Linked DNA regions of Mus musculus: region 1 is linked to region 2. Evidence: chromatin contacts called from public HiChIP or PLAC-seq data. All regions are on one chromosome and are shown on one strand. Each heading gives the region's core, a stretch centred on a gene start, on an enhancer-like site or on the middle of the called end of the contact. The rest is flanking DNA. Distances are from core to core; before and after follow the strand shown.

Region 1 (2,700 bases), core at 137-2,636, 150 kb before region 2:
AGCCATTCTTAACCTTTGTCCAGTATCAGTACAAAAATAAAAGACAGTAAGTTACACTTGTCTGAGTCAGAAAGCAGCCCAGCGATGCCATGTGCTCTCCCTCCACACGGGCAGCAGTGTCCCCTCAGTGGGAACAATTTCTAGGAAGGACAGGCACAGTGTCTCACTGATGGGGTAATGATCCCTCTAGTCTCCTTTAGGATAGCCTGGAAGGTCGGGTCTCTCTACCCAAAGCTAGAGAAAGAACTTAGAACAAAGATACCGTCACTTTTCCATGTGAGACTGTGAATTCCAAAGCCGATGTTTACCTGTCTTGTGTTACCTGGGAACTGGAGATTGGAAGTGGTTTCTAAAGCTTTAGTTCTCCCAAACCGACCATACAAACCTTTTAGCCCCAGTAGTTTTTCTGGGCCCTGCTGCAAATCAGTGAGGGCAAAGCTAGAGTAGTGAAGAACCAGCCTGTTTCCATATTTGTCTTAAAAGCCATCTTATATTAAAGAAAACTAGGTTTATTCATGTTTATGATTTAAACTTATGTCTCAAGAATTGGGGCCGTGCCTGACCTGTACCCTTAACTACAAATGGTTCTGTTCTCTGTGTTTCAGGAATGGCAACCATATCTTTGTTTCAGAAGTTGTTTATTATAAACTACCTTTGTTCAAAAGGGTTGTTATAGCTACCTTGGCATGACCACTTTGTAATGCCCGAGTTGCCCCCACAGCTTTGTTTTAGGAGACACTACCTTGTCCTGTGTATGTTCTGCTCATGGAACCTAGCCTGTTTTGCCTGCCAAATTCCCCATTTTGGAAACCCTCTACCTGTGATCTATAAAAGCCATGTGTGTCTTCCTCACTTCCAATTCTGACCTATTGAACCCCTGCTTAGGGGGAGGCAGCCTGTACACATGAATCAAAAGGCTTGCTTTAATACATTTCTTGTTTTAGTCAATTTGGCCATGATGATTTGGGTCTGTGGTAGAGATGTAGGGGAGGGAAAGGCAGAGCTAAAGATTTCTGAGCTCAATCAAAAGCTTAAGTTGCTGAAGTCATTTCTCTTGTTGGTTTGCACACCAGAGGCAAAGTGCCTCAGCAGACAGCTGAAGAGCAGGAAGAGGCTCTGTGTGTGTGTGTGTGTGTGTGTGTGTGTGTGTGATCCTTAACCTCCTCACTCAGCTTGCTCCTTCCTGCATAGCATCATTGTTTACTTAGGACATTGAACAACATAATGAAAAGCTCAGGAACGTAAATATGCACACAGTGGATTACCAGGAAATGTGAGCCTCTGCCTTTATCTGTAGAGAAAGGTCAGAATCCTCCGCGAGAGCGGTTTCGCCCCGCCCCCCCACCCTTCACTCCAGCCTTTAACTGCAGCTGATCTTTGATCTCACTTCCTGAGACTCACAGCAGAGGGCTGCCTACCAGTCGTATCTGCTTCCTCCTCTTCCTGTGGATCAGTCCTCTGCTTGGAAAACACAGGTACCCCTAATTCCTAAAGTACAAAAGTCCACTCTGGAGGCTGCTGGGATGGACAGCAGTGTTGGAGGCAGACCTTTTTTGCAGTTATAATTCTCCTTTCTCTGCTCGTGCTGGGGCTTTGTTCGGGCTCTAGAGACAGAAAAGCACACGTGCTCCTCAGCAGAAATTCAAACCGCAACGATGCATACATACTACTGCAGAGGAAGCCAAACCCCGGGGTGGCATGGCCACAGATGTTCTTGGGACTTCCCCTGGTGGTTTCCCAGTGAAATGTGGCCACGTTTTTTGTTATCAGTGTTGAGCCAGTGGAGGTACAGCCCTGCACTGTCACCTTTAACAGCCTTAAGAATTTACTCTGTCTCTTAGGGACCTCACTTCAGACCCAATCAGAATTTGTTGCTTCTACATGGAAAAAGAGTTTTAGGACTAGCCAGGATGGGAAGGAGTTGATGATTGCATTAAAGATATTTTCATATACCACTTTTGTGGCCCAAAATTATGTCTGAGGAGATCACTTCGAAACCTTTTCTTGAAGGCTGGAGAGATGACTTAGTGCTAAGGAGCATTTAGTACTGCTTTTAGATCTGAGTTTACTTGCCTTCTCTTTCATCAGTGGAATGATGACCACCTGTAGCTCTAGCTCCGGACAATCCAATGTCCTCTTCTGGCCTCCAGGGCTGCAGGGATGCACTCACATGCACACACTCACACACACTTAAGTATTTTGTAATAATTAAGGAACACTTTTCTCTTTTCTCTCTATCTTGATGAGTGTGATTGGAGGGCGGCTCTGGAAGTGTGTTTGTTATCTGTGCTTATGCTAGAGAAGGCAACAGTGCAGTAGCACACGAGGGCTTTAGTACAGCCCTTCTCCTGTTTAGCAGGTTCTGGCGAGGTTCCTAGAAAATTGCACGTTTACAGCTGGGGAGTGGAAGAGCCTTCTTTAGGCAGTAGATAATTATGCTGGAATTCTTGCTTCTCTGCTGGGAAAGGCTTCTGACTCATCCTAGGTAAGGTTCTTTTCTCAAGGCCCCATAAGTTTAACTGTCTTTATCCTCCCTTCTCTGTCATTCAAGAGCTCTGTGCAAATGAGTTACCATCCCGGAGTGCAGCCTCATGTGAGCTAAAGTGGGCAAGGGTGCTGAAGAATTTCCACCTTGTCCTTGAGTAGATTCTGCTGTGAGTCTGAGAGCCTCGCACTCAGGAAATTTGGAACTTGATAAAT
Region 2 (2,736 bases), core at 9-2,508:
AGAGATAGGCAGATTCCTGGGACTCCCTAGATAGCCAGCCCAGTCAAACTGGTGAGATCCCTTAAGAGACCCCCTTTCAAAAAAAATACAGAGCAATGGAGGAAGACAGCCAACATTGACCTCTGGTTTTCATGTACATTCAGATGCACACGTATGTGTACTTACACAATCAGACAACACACACACACATATATATGTACACACACACACACACACACACACACACACACACATATATATATATATATATATATATATATATATATATATATATATATATATACATACATTGATTGGCTTATAATTGCCTTGATCATTGTATTTTCACTTCAAGGTCTCAGCCATCTTGAGCCTAGAACTGATGTGACTTCTGTTCCCTACCATTTGTGAGGACGTTCAGCTCCTGCCATGTTCTTCAACTTTAGCTCTTGCCTTTGACTCCCTCCAGGGCTGTGATCTAGACCACTGGTTCTTCAAGGAGGCTTCCTAGTGCAAAGGCATTAACAGTATCAGCCTACTTGTTTGAACTGCCAATTCTCCACAGAGTTCTTGGGTAGGTGGTGGTGGGGTGAGGGGTAGTGCTACCCTTTGATTTTAGCACACTCTCCTCGAGACACAGCTAGACTCTCCAGGTTGCTCTCAGAAGCTTCTCTGGCTTTACCTATTTCCTGCCCAGCAGGTCTTTGTTGTTTTTCTCAAAGCTATGGGACCTGAAGAGATTGCTCAGTGATTAGGAGCACTGACTGCTACTTCAAAGGTCTTGAGCTCAATTCCCTGCAGTCATATGGTGGCTCACTACCATCTGTAATGGAATCCAATGCCCTCTTATGATGTGTCTGAACAGAAAGATGGTGTACTTACATGCATAAATTAAAAATATAAATCATAAAAATATCATGGCCACACTTTTTTTTTTTTTTTGTATTTGAGTAGTATCTATTTCCCAGCCAGCTTTGTACTTAAGATTTTTTTTTTTTTTTGCAATGCATCTCTGAGCATGCAACAGCGCAATTCTTGGCATGTGGCAGATATTAAATAAATATTTAAGCAAATGGATGAGTGAACACTCAGTTAATAGAAAGTGACTGAGGTTGTATTTCTTCTGATCTTCACTTTTTTTGCTTGTTTGCTGTTTCGTTATTGATGTAGACATCCACACACTACCAGTTTCATAACTAATTTATCACCAGTTTATAGAAATAACTTATAAGCTACGTGAATGAGGGAGAGGAAGGGAGGTGCAGAGAGGAGAGGGAGCCCCCTGCAGTTAACTTATTCTATAGCTCTCAGATCCTGTGGCAATGACTACCATTATAGACATTGTAGTTTCAGAAGAGACAGCTTGTAATTCATCTAGCATGTTCAGAGTGAGGAGCTAACGTGTTAGATCAGGGTCAGGCAGCCAGGAATGGAATTTGCATGCACCTTCTTTACTGAGCTCTTCAACTCCACCAGCGGAGTCATCCCAACTGTCTGAGATGCTCCCTTGCTGAGGTTATCGGTAGGGAAGCCACCTCCTGGTTCTGCCTTTCCCTCTGCAGCAGCATCTCCTCTCACTCTGTTCCCTGCTTACTCATGGCTGGTGGTCTTGTTCATCACCAAGCTCATGTGCACAGTTCCTGAACACATGCACTTTACAATGCTTTTCTCATCTGCTTCCTGCATTCCCTCTCCCTTTTGTTCAGAATGTTTTCTTAAGGCCTGGACATAATTCTGTGCTCTCAGTATCCAACAAAAGGTATTTAGAGTTAAAGTAGACTTTTCTATTACTATCAGGACAGCAAAGTTTCTGTGTGGTTTTAACTTAGTGTCACACTGAAACACCTTACATCTTAGCAGGACAGGATTAGAAACAAGGTGAACTATAAGCCACAGAGGCCTGTCTCCAGTGACATAATATACAACTGTGCTTTCTGCATCAAAGATTCTACAGCCTCTGAGGAGAGAACCAATGTTGGGGACCAAGTGTCCAACATGAGAGTGTGTGTTTGTTTATGTGCAATTATGCCTGCATGCAATTATGTGTGGTATGTGAGTGAGTGTGTGTATGTGTGCTTTGTGTATGAATATGTGTGTATATGTGTGTATGTATGTATGTGTTTGTACATGTGTGTATATTTGTATGTATGCATGTGTATATGTTTATGCATGTGTATATGTGTTTGTATGTACATGTGTGTATGTGTGTGCTGTGTGTATGAATATGTGTGTATATGTGTTTATGTGTATGTACATGTATGTATGTATGTATGTATGTGTCTATGTGTTTGTATATATGTGTGTGTGTGTATGTGTGTAGTTGGGCAGATAGGACATTTTACATTCCAAGTGACTCACACATCCCCTGTCACATGAGCATACCTGAGAGAGGTTTTACTTTCTATGATCTAGAGTTAGTCAATCTATACTATGGAGATAATCCCTCTTACAGACATGGTTGTGAGTCAAAAGTGAAGATTCCCAGATGCCTTTGTTGTCCACTGGTGCCTGATACTGAATACAATTACAGTTATTGAAGTGGAGACTATTGGAAAGCTATAGAGGGAGGGAGATTAATGCAAAGGTCAAGTCAAACTAGATTTGAATCTTGGCAGGCAAAGAAAGATGTACATAGTGAAACACATTGGGGAACCAATGTAGAACTGGCTGTAGTGTTTTGTTCTTGCATGTGATTGAGAAAGTAACTGTAATTTTGCTGTTAAAAATCATAATGTAATTTTTTTGATGGTTTTAGGC

Evidence for each region. HiChIP or PLAC-seq counts read pairs in DNA pulled down with a chosen protein or histone mark.
Region 1: a BATF HiChIP or PLAC-seq map of CD8 T cells shows a contact between it and region 2, with 12 read pairs. The contact joins the promoter of Fhit here to the enhancer-like site in region 2. A contact is called at or near these places in 1 of 15 datasets of contacts at CTCF or cohesin (CD8 T cells), 5 of 484 Hi-C or Micro-C datasets (CD4 T cells, CD8 T cells, Th1 cells and 1 more) and 5 of 115 datasets of contacts at active chromatin or transcription factors (CD8 T cells, Th2 cells, memory CD8 T cells and 2 more).

Annotation. Positions count from the first base shown.
Region 1 is chr14:10,452,144-10,454,843 of GRCm38.p6, reverse strand. Fhit (fragile histidine triad gene) reads left to right here and starts at 1,386. Exons shown (of 7, transcript NM_001308286.1): 1 at 1,386-1,475.
Region 2 is chr14:10,299,628-10,302,363 of GRCm38.p6, reverse strand. The region is part of intron 2 of Fhit (fragile histidine triad gene); the gene reads left to right. Among named protein-coding and RNA genes, the nearest start is that of Fhit, 150 kb to the left of the region's middle. Within about 2 kb of position 1,258, at least 17 of the 459 cell types and tissues checked have an H3K27ac peak or open chromatin away from gene starts, as enhancers often do. A contact at or near this core is called in CD8 T cells, Th1 cells, Th2 cells and 3 more, where this site is marked.